2 separate regions of the Mus musculus genome follow, and region 2 is linked to region 1. Evidence: chromatin contacts called from public promoter capture Hi-C data. All regions are on one chromosome and are shown on one strand. Each heading gives the region's core, a stretch centred on a gene start, on an enhancer-like site or on the middle of the called end of the contact. The rest is flanking DNA. Distances are from core to core; before and after follow the strand shown.

Region 1 (6,382 bases), core at 701-3,200:
TTTAGCTTTTCTTCTGGTCTCCCACACCAAAATGTAATAATCTTGTAACTGAAGGAATTACTGTTCTAGTTGGGAGCTCGCAGCACAGACTTCCCTCCACAAAGTTGCAGATGAGTGCAGCAGACAGGATATCAGCTCCAAAGTAGCCATGTCCTTCCTCGTGCTTGGCATCTGTTATATATGCTCCCTAGCACTTCCGTCAAGAATCCAGGATTCAGATTGATAAACAATTGCCTTTAAAGTGGGACATATTTTTTTCTGGATCACCAATCATCAGGTAAACCAATGCAATTTCCCAATCCCTTAGAAGTGGCACAGGGAGGCAGACCAGTAGGTAAGATTGGTCTGATAGGAGACTTAGTTCAACATTGCTGGCTTTGAAGATAAAGGTGGCTGTGAGTGTAGGAACCTGGGCAGCCTTCAAAGCTGGGAAAGGCAAGGAAATGAATTCTCTCACTCAGCCTGCGGAGAGGAATGCAGTCTTGGCAACAGCTGGTTTTCCCTCAACAATAGCCATTTTGGACTTTTGACCCTCAACAGTAAGATGAACATGTGACCATTTACAACATTTATTCTGAGTTAAATTCTCGCAGCACAAGTAGGCAACTAGCAAAGGGAGTTTGGCATATTAACTTTTTGTTTTGTTTGTTTTTTAACAATGGCAAGTGAGCTTCTCAAACCAAATTTGGAATACTCCTCTCTTATAAGAATGACTGGACAGCATACTTGTTCCAAAAAATTACTGATGGGGATTTGAGGCTAATATTTTCCTTATAAAAATAACAAAATGCCTTTTCGTTTTCCTCAATTACCTTTAAAAATATTGAAGGGCTTCGAGAAAAAGAACATTCTTATTTGGCATATTATTTTTTTTTTAGGGCAGTATGTCCAAGGTTCTGGATTTGAATCACAACTCTCGGGGTTTTTTTGGGGGGGGGAATTAACCTCTTGAGGCTATTTCTTAATCTATAACATGGAAAACACACACACACACACACACACACACACACACACATGCACGCGCGCGCACACACACACACATACTCACTCACTCACCAGGCACACACTAGGCCTATGGGCAAAAGAGATAATTTATGAATAGTTCTTGCACAACACCTACTACGTAATAAAAGATCCATCACATAATGTTATGAGATGTGTTACTATGGCCATTGTTCGCTTTCTGATTTTTACAAACTTTCCTAATCTGAAAGTGGACCTTTCAAAACCCTTTCTGTGAGAACAACCCGCAGTTAGTAAGCTATCTTTTTCTTTCAATTTTGTTTTCCAAAGGCTCTGTAGTAAACTGTTGAAAACAGCATCTCCTTTAGTACCATTTAATCCTGAGTCACTTGTTTTCTCACTAAAGTAACTGAGGAGAAACAAAAGGAAAAAGGAAAGGGAGGAAGGAAGAAGGAAGGAAAGAAAGAAGAGAAAGGAACGGAACAGAAAGGAAAAGAAAAGAAAAGAGAAAAGAAGAGAAGAGAAAAACTAGCTAAGACAATGGGATTGTAATTAAACTTTTTTGGTTGTTGGTTCTATTTCCCTGAGGCGAGGTAGGGGAAAAGAACCAAGTGAAGTCTATCCGACCACGCGGCTCCTGAGCCAGGACCCTCTCCACTGTGCGCGGTGCAACGAGGGTACCCGGACAGTGCTGGTGAGCTTGCTGCGGACTGGGGAGCCGGGCACAGGGCAGCTACTGCAGGTTGCTCAGCGGCATCCGAGACTCCCGGTGCCTCAGGGACTCTGGCCAGTACCCAGACAGGGGACGCACCAGGCTCGATCGGTCCAACCTCTGGGAAGATCCCCGCCCTTCAGCGCGCTCCCGGGTCTCCCAGCCTGGACTCGGTGCGCGGCTCTCCTCCCCGAGGCTCCGGAAGGGAAGGAGGCGTGTCCGGAGCTGGCGGGCGGGCGGGAGGGAGCTGTATAAAAAGCGCTGGCGGCGCAGCAGCCGGGGCTTCATTTGCTGTCTGTCACCGGGACCGAGAGTGCCGCGGGAAAGCAACGGCCAAGGACGGGGCGCTGCGTTCGAGCTACCCAATGCTGGGACTATCTGCAGCCGCTGCTGGTGCAATATGCTGGAGCTCCAGAACAGCTAAACGGAGTCGCCACACCGCTGCCTGGGCTGGATCGCAGCGCTGCCTTTCCTTATGAAGAAGACACAAGTGAGTAGGGCACGCCCGGGAGGAGCTCGGAAGCTTTCCAAGAAAATCGCTCCGGGAGCCCCGGGGAGCCCGGCGCGCTCTGGGACCGGCAACCAGGCCATGTGGGGCTGCGCCCTCCCGGTGAGCCAGGAGGGTGTGGGAGAGACAGGCGTGGTGTGAGAGCCCGAGCCGCCGCCCCAGGGGTGAGCCCGGGAGCTGGGGAGAGCCAGGGCTGAGAGTGAGCCTGTGGCAAGTTTGCAGCCGCAGCTGCGAAGTTTGAAGCTGTCAGTGGCAAACCGCCGATGCAGGCTACGCTTCCTCCGCCTGGGTGTTGGAGTTATCACCGGGAAGGCTTGGGTTTCTTATTTAATTTTTTAATTTTTTTGGACCGGAGGTCTTTCCCCGTGGATTCGGGGAGATTATGAAACAGCTTCCCACGCGCCACCCTCGCTCGCTCTCGCAGGCAGATTTATCTGTGCAGTCCCCAGGTGGGCGCGGGACGCGGTGCGGACGCGGGCTCAGCCGCTGGAGCGAAGCCAACCCAGAGCTCCTAGGCGGCAGCGCCAGGCGGGGTGCAGAACCTGCCCGGCAGGCGGGGAAAACTTGGCAGCCTGCGGTGTCGGCCGGGTTCACAGCTCTGGGTGGGCCCTCCAGAAAGCTCTAGATGGAGTAGTAGTACTTCCACACTGCATGACAAGACAACCTCTCCCATTACAGAACAGCAAAAGTTCTTTTCTTCTTCTTCTTCTTCTTCTTCTTCTTCTTCTTCTTCTTCTTCTTCTTCTTCTTCTTCTTCTTCTTCTTCTTCTTCTTCTTCTTCTTCTTCTTCTTCTACTCCTCCTCCTCCTCCTCCTCCTCCCTCTTCTTCTTCCTACTTCTCCTTTTTTTTTTAATGTGCACCTCCTAAAGATAGTTATTGAGATAATGCCCAGGGTCTCTAAATTGCGCTTTATGCATAAAACATAGCCCGGGGGTACAATTATGTCTTTTCTTCGTTGACGGGGGAGGGTGTATGTGTGGAAAGAGCCACTGTAGTAATTCTTTCTCCTCTATAGTTCTTTCTACCCTCTACCCTCGCGGTTGCTACCTCTTCATGGTTCTTCCTTTCTGAAGTGTTCTGTCTGCAGCAGGTTGGGTAAAGCTGTTCTTTCAGGTGCCCTGCTCCCTCCATTCTATAGGTGATGTAAATTTCTGAAATGTATGGAAGGGGATGGGATGGGAGGTTTTGTGCTCATTTTCAGCATTGATGAAGGCATCAGTGTGTTGGAGGTAATTTATTAAATTACTCATAGGACGTCTTATTTTAAATAGCTATCTAGGCTGGGATACCGACCCATGAGGAAACAGCAAGAATAAAGCACCTTTTCCTGGCTTGGAAACAGATAGGGGGAGGGAGCATGGCCTGGCATCCTGGAGGTGTTCTGCTTAGAGCAGCTGCCCTGAGTCAGGCTCAGGAGAAAGGGAAGGCAGGTATCTGGCCCTGCGTGCAGGTTAGTTTTACCCCAAAGCATCACACCTCAAATCCCTGCTCTTGAAATGAGGATGTTAAGGGTTTCTGCAACAAAGAAAAGTTTCGCCGTGATTGCTTGGTGTGTACATGCCTTCTGCTTGGTGGAATAATAAACAAGGGTGGGGTACCTATTCCTTTTTTTAAAAGTAGCATCCGCTCACATGAATAATGGTGGCGGCTCTGAGTGCAGCAGCCTCTGGTACAGGAAGAGAGTCCAACCAAGTCTTCTTATTTAAACAAGAAAACAGGAGACGGACAAGGTTAATGTCCAACACGCCAAAGCAGAGAGCAGTTGAGAGTCAGTAGGATTGATGATCCCTGCGCCCTCTTTGCAAAACGAGCGCGAGCCCTGTAATCTCTTTTCCCGCTTTGATTAAATGGCTGTGTAAATAGGATTACATGGAATAATTCCATTGAAAACTAGAAAGAGGTCGATCTAGCCCGAAACACTGTGGAGGTGGCAGCAGTAGTGACTCAGTGCTGCCGACCAGAGATATTTGAGACAGTTAAGTATTTTAGAAATGTGACCTGTTTGGACCAAGTTAAAGTGCAGGCCCTTTGGGGGGGGGCATGCTGCTGATAAAGGGTTTGTAGGCAAAAAGAGGGCAGTGCTCTTATTGAATGGAGGCATTCATTGTGTGGAATCTAATGACCTTCAAGGTTTCCTTTAAGGCTACTTCTAGAAATTCACATTCTTGTCCCTGAAAAAGAAGACACTGGAAAGAGCTCAAAAAAATCAATAAAATAACCCATTGCAGTGAGGGAGGGGGTTACATTCTCTTTCCTATGGTCAAATCTCCTAATCCAAGAGATGCAAAGAAAATTTCTGGGCCACTCTGAATGTGTAGAGAGAGAATAGTGTAAGGGAACTGGACACAAGCAAGATCCAGACTTCTTTGCTTTTAAAATCTGATGTTATCTCTGCCTGAGAGGAGAATCTATTGTTACAAAATAGTCTACTGTAAATATGGGATCAATACCAACTTCCCTTATAACCCCCACCCCCGTTCAATATGCTTTTCATTACCCAGTAAATACAAAATAATGAAATGTTAATATTTTAAGGGATTTTAATTTAAATTTGATAGCTTTGAAAGAATAATGGGGACACCGGGACATTTTGAGCCTTCAGTCAAGCTAAGTAAGTGTGAAAATTCCATCAGCAGCCACTTGGGGCTTGATGGATGACTCTTTGATTTACTTTAGCACCAGGGATGGACTTCAGTATTTGGGAAATAAGCACACAAGTCCCAAGGAGCAACGGGGGGGGGGGGGGGGGGGGGCAACAATGTATGTCTTAAGTTTGTGATGCCGAATGCGTTTTGTATTTTTGAGATTTCTCTTTGTGTCTGTGTGTGTGTGTTTCCAAATTGTAGGAATTTATGGTATCTAAAAAAAACTGTGACTCTGGCTTAGAAACAGCTAGCAGCTACTTATTAGGATTCTAATCGTTACATTACAATTGAGAGGCCATCCTGTAGTGCCGGTGGCCATTTACGTAAAAGTGCAGTCAGCAGTATGTGCTCATGATCATGACTGCTGTGCTTACATTTTTTTAGTTTCCCCACAGGTTTCCAGAGTTGTGGTGAGTGCCGTCAGTCTCAGAAATAAGGAGACAGGAAAGATCTGTCTTGAAAACAATGCAGAAAAGGTCTATTTCAGGAACACTGAAGCTCCCAGAAAAGAAGCAAATAGAATTTTAGCTTTTACTATACTAGAAAAAAAAAATCCTTTTTTTTTTTTTTTTTTTTTTTTTTTTTTGTCGATGAAGTATTTGTCACGTGGGTGACAACTGTGGTTACTCTATAGAAAAATTAACATATTTGTGAAAAGAGCATTTGAACATCTTGTCCCTGCAGTCACTCAGTTTGCAGTGCGTGTTTCCAATGGTTCTAATTTATGTGGCTTTTAATTGATACGTTCTGCCAAGACTTTCAGACTCAAGTGCTAAGTCGATTACGTTTCACATAAAACAGGGAAAATAACCATATGGAAATCTGAAAGTCAGTGCCAAACCAATTAAAATTGCTAAATTTTATTTATGTCTAACTGTTTGATGGGAAGATAGCGAATTGTGAGCGCACGTTTGTTCTTTAATGACAGGTGACTGATTGATCGAAATCTTACCGCTGCCTTAAGTAACATTAGAAATCAAATCGCTGCCAAAATAGCTAGTCTTTCAGCTTTGGACGTTTCTTTCATGTTTCTTATCCTACCTCTCCCTGTTGGTGGAGCACTAAAATATGCTCAGTGGGAGGACTCTAGTGAAGACTTAAGCTGATGCCTGTTTTACCACTTGTGACACAAACGACCTTAGGCAAACGGTAGCTCCGTATTTCCGTTCTGTTATCTGTATGATGTTTGTGAAATAGTTATAAAGATGTCTCTCAGATGGTGGCTGAAAGGACTCCTGGGAATAAACAGCTCTGCCCCTGCACAGTAGCTCACTGGTATTACAGTGTGAAATACATTCCCCAGAAGGGAACTGCCTTTCCACCAGCTTAAAAGCCAGAGGAAAATGACCTCTAAGGAGCAAAGCAGAGAGCAAGCTCTTCTAAATCTGGATCCTTTAATTCAGTGCCTGGCCTTCATTACAAGCTGAATGTCTGATTAGCAGTTTTCCTTAACACAGGGCCAAACTAGGAGTTGTGCAGAAACTAGGCTGGTGTGCGGGACCCGAGAATGGGAGGCTCTCTGCAGTTCTATTTCAAGTTGGAAGTACAACAGT
Region 2 (7,426 bases), core at 2,080-4,579, 3.0 Mb after region 1:
GGGAAGGAAAACAGCGATACTCAGGGTGGTGAAACATACTTTGATGAAGCAATTAGTGTGAAATAATTTAGAGCATCAGAAAATAATAACAGCTAATGATTTATTTTGCCAGTATTAATTCTATCATCACATGATGTGCAATGCATTATTAATTCACTGTGGATCGGATTTAAAAAGAGTTCTAAACGTGTACGTGAACTCAGGACTTGTCAAAGTCCACAGATCTATTTTATATGGCTAATGTACTGTTTATGCATATAGTTTATAATCAAATTAAAATAGTCAAGGGAAAATTTGCTCCAGACTTAAAAAAAATCTAAACAGCCATGACTTTTTAAATATGGATGTACAAAACTTATAGCATATACATCTTTTTACATATGACAAAATTAAAGTCCTTCTGGTCTTCAGAAAAAATTTACTTCAAATTTAAATAGTATCTCTCTCCCAGTACCACCCACATCTTACAAAACAAAGCTGTGCAGAGACTGCAATGAGGTATGAATCCATTACATTGTACACATTCTAGTTCAATGAGTTAGTCGTGACTGAATTTAAGTTTTCTTCAGAAAGAGATCTACTATTTTTTTAATCCTTATCAAGTTCTGAAAGTACCTTTTACTAGAAAAGTATAAGATTTAAATACATTTCTTTACATTAAAAACGACTTCCATTCCTTGAAGACTTTATACTTCCGTTTAACTAGTGCATAGTTAGGACAATATATATATATATATATATATATATATATATATATATATATATATATATATATTGTTTACTCTAGGTACGCTTAGAAATGAAAAGCACAAAAATACAAAAATAAACAAGATAAAATTTAAAACAACAGTTTGCATTCTGTCAAGAGTTATGTCAATTTTAATAATTTACTTGAGATCGGAGTTCAAGCTTGCAGCATGACAGGAAACATATATTGCATCATAAAAATTTACAGACAGATACAACGAACATAAGGAAATAGTGCAGTTTGGGCTTGTGTTGTTGTTGTTGTTGTCGTTGTTTTGTAAGAAAAACAAAGTTAACCCAACCAGAAGAGTGATTTCCCAGGACTCATCTATTCTTATTTGCTTCTTTAAAAGAGGGTGGGGGGTGGTGGGGGGGAGGGGGATTCCTCTTAACTGTTTGAAGAACCTTTTTATGTGTTCCACGAATACATTGAATTTTATTGTCTACATAACATATATTGCACATCGATTTTATGCAAAGGAGGATGTGCTGTAAAAATAAATATGAAGACAGCTATGACTGATCAACAATAAGGTTTTGTCTTCGCAGACAAGAGTTAAAACCCGGGAACTGCGGCAATTAGAGGGGGGAGGGGAAGCCGCAAAGACGCTGGGGGCAGGACTGGAGAAAGACCGCTTTTTCTTCAACGTAGCCGATAACCATCCTTGTTCATTTTATTCCATATTTTCCAGTTAAAAATTCTTCCCAACAGGGTGATGAACATTTAAAAGTAAATGAAGCACTCCAAACCAATCACCATTCCTCTTTTCCTTTTCCCCGACAATTTAAAGCACGGTGGGGTTTCTCTAGCAGTTAACGCAGGCCACTACAAAACCATTTGTAAAAATCCTGTCAGTTCAAATAACTTCAGGCACGCATCTAAGAGAGCCGAAAACACTTAACACCACCGAAATGAAGCCAGGAAGCCAAAAAGTTCTTGTATGTAATATTGGTTGTTCCAGTCTTTCCAAATAAACGATTGAAATCCACTAAAAAAAAAACACGGGCATTTATTATGTGCATTTTTTGTTCTAACCGGCCAAGTCAAAAGTCGCCCTCTGCACTGAATAAAACGAGTAGAATGTGAGATTCGTTTAAAATCTGTATAGAGTGTTGTGCGAATCAGCTCCCGAAAGTGAAAAGGTCTTGCCAGATTTTTGAACCTCCATTAAAATAGGGGGCGGTGGCTTGTTGTAAATATTTCACACTTAATTCGTTTGTTGTTTTAAAGCGCCCCGCTTCTTTCCTTGCCATTTAAGGGCGGCGTATACACCATGATAAGGAAAAGTCCTCTTAGAATCATAAACCTGTTTTAACTGTCGGGATGTGAAATGATAGGGATTGCACTGGGCTACAAGATAGAAAAAGATAGATGGTTTGTTTTGATAACATTTTGACTTGGAGATAGTCTGGCATTCAGAGTTGAAGATTCTGTCCAGAAACACTCCGAAAGGCTCCTTAGGTGACATTTTATGTGGAAGAAGAAAAACAGACAATGCAGAATCCCCAAGTGAGTGGTTTTTATCCGGAATGCTTTGCCCAAAAGCTAAAATGATTAGGTTTTTTACCAAAATGTATGTTTGCTCATCACAAACGCAATAAAGAAGTAAAGAAAATCGGCAGAAACTTAAGTTCACACAAGCTAATATATATATAGCAACAGAGAAATACAATAAAAATGTCGTCACTCCTAGGACATTAAAAACGGTTTCGTAGCTTCCCACTCATGCACACATAAAAGAGCTCAAAGATTTTGGTTTTCCTGACCACTATGACATCTAGTGATGGATTTCACATCCCCGAGCCCCGGCATCCTGGAGGGTTCACAGCGGTGGTGCGGTATTTTAACTCAATTATGACTTATTTGGAGTCCTGTTAACCTACACTGTGATCCTGGTCAGATCCTTCTTGTCCAGTTGTGAACTCTATCCGAAAGTGAAATAGAATCCGGCAGGATTTAGCTCTGGACCCCGGCCGGTTGCGGGAGTCCCAGAGTGCGCGGCGCCCGGTCCCCAGCAATCTGGATTCCTCTTGCCACATTTCTTTACTTCGACCCGCACCGTACCTCACTTCGGGGAAGGATGGCTGAGACTGGGGCTCAGTTTGGAGCCCTGGTCAGGCCGCTAGGGAGTAGGGATTAGGATGGGGTTGGGGGCTGGAGGTCAGCCGGGGTGCTGGTGACTTACCGCTGCTGTCCTGACAGGGCGAAGTCCTGTCCAGGCGCACGTGATGCTCCGCTCGCGGCAGCGGCCCGAAGGCCTGCACGCATTTGCCAGCCGTCGCTTTGCCGTAAAAGGACTCATTGTCCAGCGTCTCCATAACGTGCTCCAACGCGCCTCCTGTGCCCATGTAAAAGTCACTGTTTTTACTTGGCGGGCTCTTCAGGGCAAACTTCTCGCTCAGAAACTCCATAATCCTGGAAAGGCTGTCCGCGAGCTCTCCGGGGCGTGCGGAGGCTGGAGGGCGCGGAGGGAGGAGGGAGCAGTGGGCGGGAGTAGGGAGGGTCAGAGAGGAGGGAAAGGGGAAGCGAGACCTGCGACGCCAGGAGCTGCCCAGCTCCCAGACTCTTAATACGTCCCGGCTGCAGAAGGGGCACCCGAAGTTGCTTTTATATCTTGAAACTCAGCTGGGCTCCTCCGGCAACCTCCCAGTCCTAATGAATATGAAAATAGGCAAGGACTAACTCCACCCCAGGCCCCCTCCTCCCCCACCCCACCCCCATCTTCCCTCCTTACCCAGGGTAGGGCGCGTCCCCGGCCTAGTTCAGACAGACAGTTCCATTTCAGACAAATGCCAGGAGAGACAAGGACACCCAGAATCGTAGTCGCCTCGACAGTGGGACTGGCATTGCCGAGGAGCCTGGTGAGAACGCAGAGCGGTTAACGCTCCACTCCCAGAGGCCTTGCCGGGCCATCTCCCCCACCCCCGCTACCCCCCACCCCCACTCCCCCAACACCCGCTGTACACCCCGCCCCCACCCCAGCCACTCACTCCCAGAAGATTTAGAGGCATCTTAAGAACTTGAAAGGAAGTATTGCTCTAAAGAGCTTTTATTTCATCCGTAAATCGTTTACATGGAAGATCCACATTAATCTGAGCCCAAGACGCCGGATACAGCGGCGGCTGTTAACCGGCTTGCTGGAGGTAAAGGGGCCGAGGTTGCCTCTAACCTAAAAGGCTGGCGTCGTGGCGGCCGCAGCGCTCTCCCTTACAAGGCCCTGGCCTTCTCGTTTGCTGTCGGATGCACCGGAGTAAGGATGCAGTGGCATCTAACGGAATGGAAGGTTGAGGGAGAGTCTTTGAATATTTGATTTTACCAATACCAAACAATAACCACCTCATTCTTGGTCCACACGAATCATTAGGACAAAATGTATTGTTGTTGTTGTTGTTATTATTATTACTATTATTGAAAATTCATAGAGACAAGTGGCCCTGAAACCCCTTTCTTAGTGGAGGTCAGAGGAACTCATCACGCAAAACAGCGTTGGGAGATGAATGCGGTCAGAGTGTTTTAACAAAAGTTGTACTATATACAGGTTTCAAGAGTTGGGGCGGTGCCTTCGAAAAGAGTGTTGCAGAAGCTAGTGGCTCCGCGGACTGGGGTTGGACTCACAGTTGCGGACCCAAAACCCTTCCTTGGTCCAGCTGACCGGGATGCTAGCGAAGGTAAAACGGCGCTTTGGAGATGAAAACCATTCTGCTTGGCCTTGTGCCCCACTTCAGCTTCTGAGGAGCCCGAGGCGTCTGAGGCGGGGGAGGGAAAAAAAAGAGTTCCTTGCCTTGGGCACACTCAAGAAGCCATTTGCAATAGATCAGCCAAGCTTGCAAATTTGGTGAAACTCCCCTACAAATTATGGACAAGGGAGGTCTCTGCCCACCGATCCTGACATAACCTTCCTCTCTCACCACAGAGGCCTTCCACAGCGGCTGCCCCTTTTCTCCGGGTTACGTTGGCAATTACAGCAGAGCCTTAGTCACTTCGGGTAACCTCGCCGCTGCGGGTGGCCTAGCCCTTTTCAGTCGGGTGTCTGTCCGCCAAGGTTCGGAAATTTCCACATTCTTCTTCGTCCTCGATCCACAGGTGGGACCCTCATTGACGCCCGACCTGGACACAGCTTGCGAGCAAAGATCCCAGGCACAATGTTCTGCACAACTGTTGCTTAGCACTGCCCCAAAGGCGGGGCTGCCAGTGAAAAATGAAGATTCCATCCGACAGGACCTGAGAAAAAGTGTCAGGAGCAGCAGCCATGTTCACCCGGTTCACCACATTTCCTCCCCAAGAACGGACCCTTTGCTGAGCTACCACCAATTGACACCGTTTTGCCTTTTAACGGGTTCTATGATATTTTTAATTGTTTTCTCCGGAGCCTTGAGATAGCACCATCAACAATGAACTGACGAACTTCCAAGAGTGCGGGGGGGGGGGGGGGGGAGGTTAAAGAAAAGCAGGGACTGTCCTGGGCTCTAGCGGAAGGGGAGTCAGGGCTCTAAGATGGGCATTCTCCGAAGTGCGAGGCGTTGCTTGCTCCACCTTCTCTGGGGTGGCCTGCAAGTGGGGAGGAAAAACCCAGGAAATGTGTGCATCAAGTTTGCTTACAAAGAGAGAAGCTGTATTCTTCTTGACCCTTTATCAGATTGTTCCTGGTGGAAGGTAGACTGAGTTGAGTTGGCCACTCATTCCTTGTTAGCTTGGTCAGTTTGCAGGATCTCCCTTTTAAATCTATCTTACCTCTAAATATTCTGAAAGTCTGCTTTGCCCTAATAAACGCGAGAAAGAGGAAAGAAACAAACAACCTTTGATGGGTCTTTCAAATATTCACAGCGGCAAGCGCTCCTATGACTGATGAAGAACTATGCAGAGAATTCTCAGTTATAAACGTAGCTATGTCATGGAGCTTTGTCTGTCTGTTTATAAATATGCGTTTTAGGAGCCCCAAATTCCCTGAAAAACATTCGGTGTCTTTTAAATCAAAGACATATGATACAAGCTCTCCAGCACTTGTATACCAATAGACTAGGTCCGATTTAGGGGGAAACTTCTGTGTAGTCCGGGTCAACTGCAGCTTCGGAAGCCTTTTCCACCCCATTACCCAAACCCACTTTTGACCGAAGTGGTTTCAGGGGTGGGGTCCAAGGTGTCACCCACCCACTTCAGATCCCGGAAACCTCCTGAAAATTCAAATCTATTACACGGAACCCCCTTGCGTTTTGTGACATGTAACCACATGAGCCCATAACAGAGGCAACAGTTAATGGCAAACTCCCATAACGAATGCATAATCTGCAGGTTTTGGCAAGAAGCTGGGTCTTTGGTTGCCAAGAGTTGCATTAAATAAATTTTGAGGGGTTGAGATAGAGTTTATAGCAATGACACAGCCCTAGCCAGTTGAGCATTAATATTAAATTTAGGATACTAATTAAGGCAATAATAATTGAATGGTTTCTGGAAATCACAAAGAAGTGGAATCGACTGGGAGGTCACTGCACCTGGGCTGCGCTGGCCTGATGTTTTGGGACATAACACCAAATATAGACTGAAATACTTGGATAAGTGCTCTCCTATATATGTAGAACCAGCATGCCACCCACTCAGTTTTTAAAATTAGCTGCTACTTCTAGTTTTTGCACCATCCTAACCCTTCCTGATTTTTAACCACCTAAAGTAAGCGGTCAACTGGGAAGGGGGAAGAACCAGTTAAGTATGAAGTAAGGTGGCTTTTTTTTTCCCTCTCAGCCCCAGCCTGTTATTTCAAGCTTCCCACTTCACTTAACAGTTCTGCACATACTTTGCACTTCACAAACCTTGTGATCTAAAGTCAGGATTCTCTTCCTTCTTTTTACTTAACCCAATCTGTCAAAACTTTTTCTTATCTGCTTTTTTTTTTCACGTTTGAATTTTGAGGGTAGTGTATCCACAGAGATTAAGGGACATTTCTTTTTTTTTAAGCCTGAAAGCATGCCGGACATCTCAGGATTCCAGCCCTCTGGGATCCCTGGGAGTTTCATAGCCTTTGCAGGAGTCTCAGCACCTGCAGAGGACTTCAGGGTGGAGGACCAAGAGATCTGGAGAGGGGTAGGAGGAGTCTTTGGGCTAAGGCCTTGGCTGTTTGCTCCTCTGGTGATTAAGATCTGTCTGGTCGGCTAAAGCATTCCTCTGCTTACAAACACGGAGAGGGAATTTCGTGGAGAAGATTGCTCCCTTCGCATGTCACACCTAATATTGTTCCTGCAGCTGGCAGTCTCCCATACAGACATGTGATTTGGGTGTTTTTGAAGTTTTGCTTGCTTTCCCTTTAAGGAATGAATATCAAAATAAAATCAAGAGCTAAAGCTATTTGAAAATTCTATTGAAATTATTATTTTACACTCTTCTTCAGGAGTACCAAATTAGAAGTTTAGGTGGGTGATTTACCAGAAAGGGCAATTTGACTCATTTCACTTAGAAAGAGAGAGAGAGAGAGAGAGAGAGAGAGAGAGAGAGGGAGGGAGGGAGAGACAGACAGACAGAGAGACAGAGAGAGACAGAGAGACAGAGAGAGACAGAAAGAGAGAGAGATTTACAGATTAGAACTGCTTTGAATGATTCTCTTCCCTATGCAAATGTAATTTTAATTTTGGACATGAAAGATACTTCTACTTACATCAAAGCTATAGCAAGGATAACATGTGGACCCTT

The links. Promoter capture Hi-C pulls out the DNA fragments that hold promoters and counts their contacts.
Region 2: a contact with region 1 is called in a promoter capture Hi-C map of cranial neural crest. The contact joins the promoter of Alx1 here to the promoter of Kitl in region 1. A contact is called at or near these places in 2 of 39 promoter capture datasets (cranial neural crest and hippocampal neurons).

Annotation. Positions count from the first base shown.
Region 1 is chr10:100,013,871-100,020,252 of GRCm38.p6, forward strand. It overlaps Kitl (kit ligand), which reads left to right and starts at 1,951. Exons shown (of 10, transcript NM_013598.3): 1 at 1,951-2,165. The coding sequence starts at 2,151.
Region 2 is chr10:103,025,448-103,032,873 of GRCm38.p6, forward strand. It overlaps Alx1 (ALX homeobox 1), which reads right to left and starts at 3,330. Exons shown (of 4, transcript NM_172553.4): 1 at 2,934-3,330. The coding sequence starts at 3,159. It overlaps Gm34298, which reads left to right and starts at 3,538. Exons shown (of 4, transcript XM_006514426.1): 1 at 3,538-3,609; 2 at 3,754-3,891; 3 at 4,287-4,416; 4 at 4,662-7,084. The coding sequence starts at 3,538. The coding sequence ends at 5,128.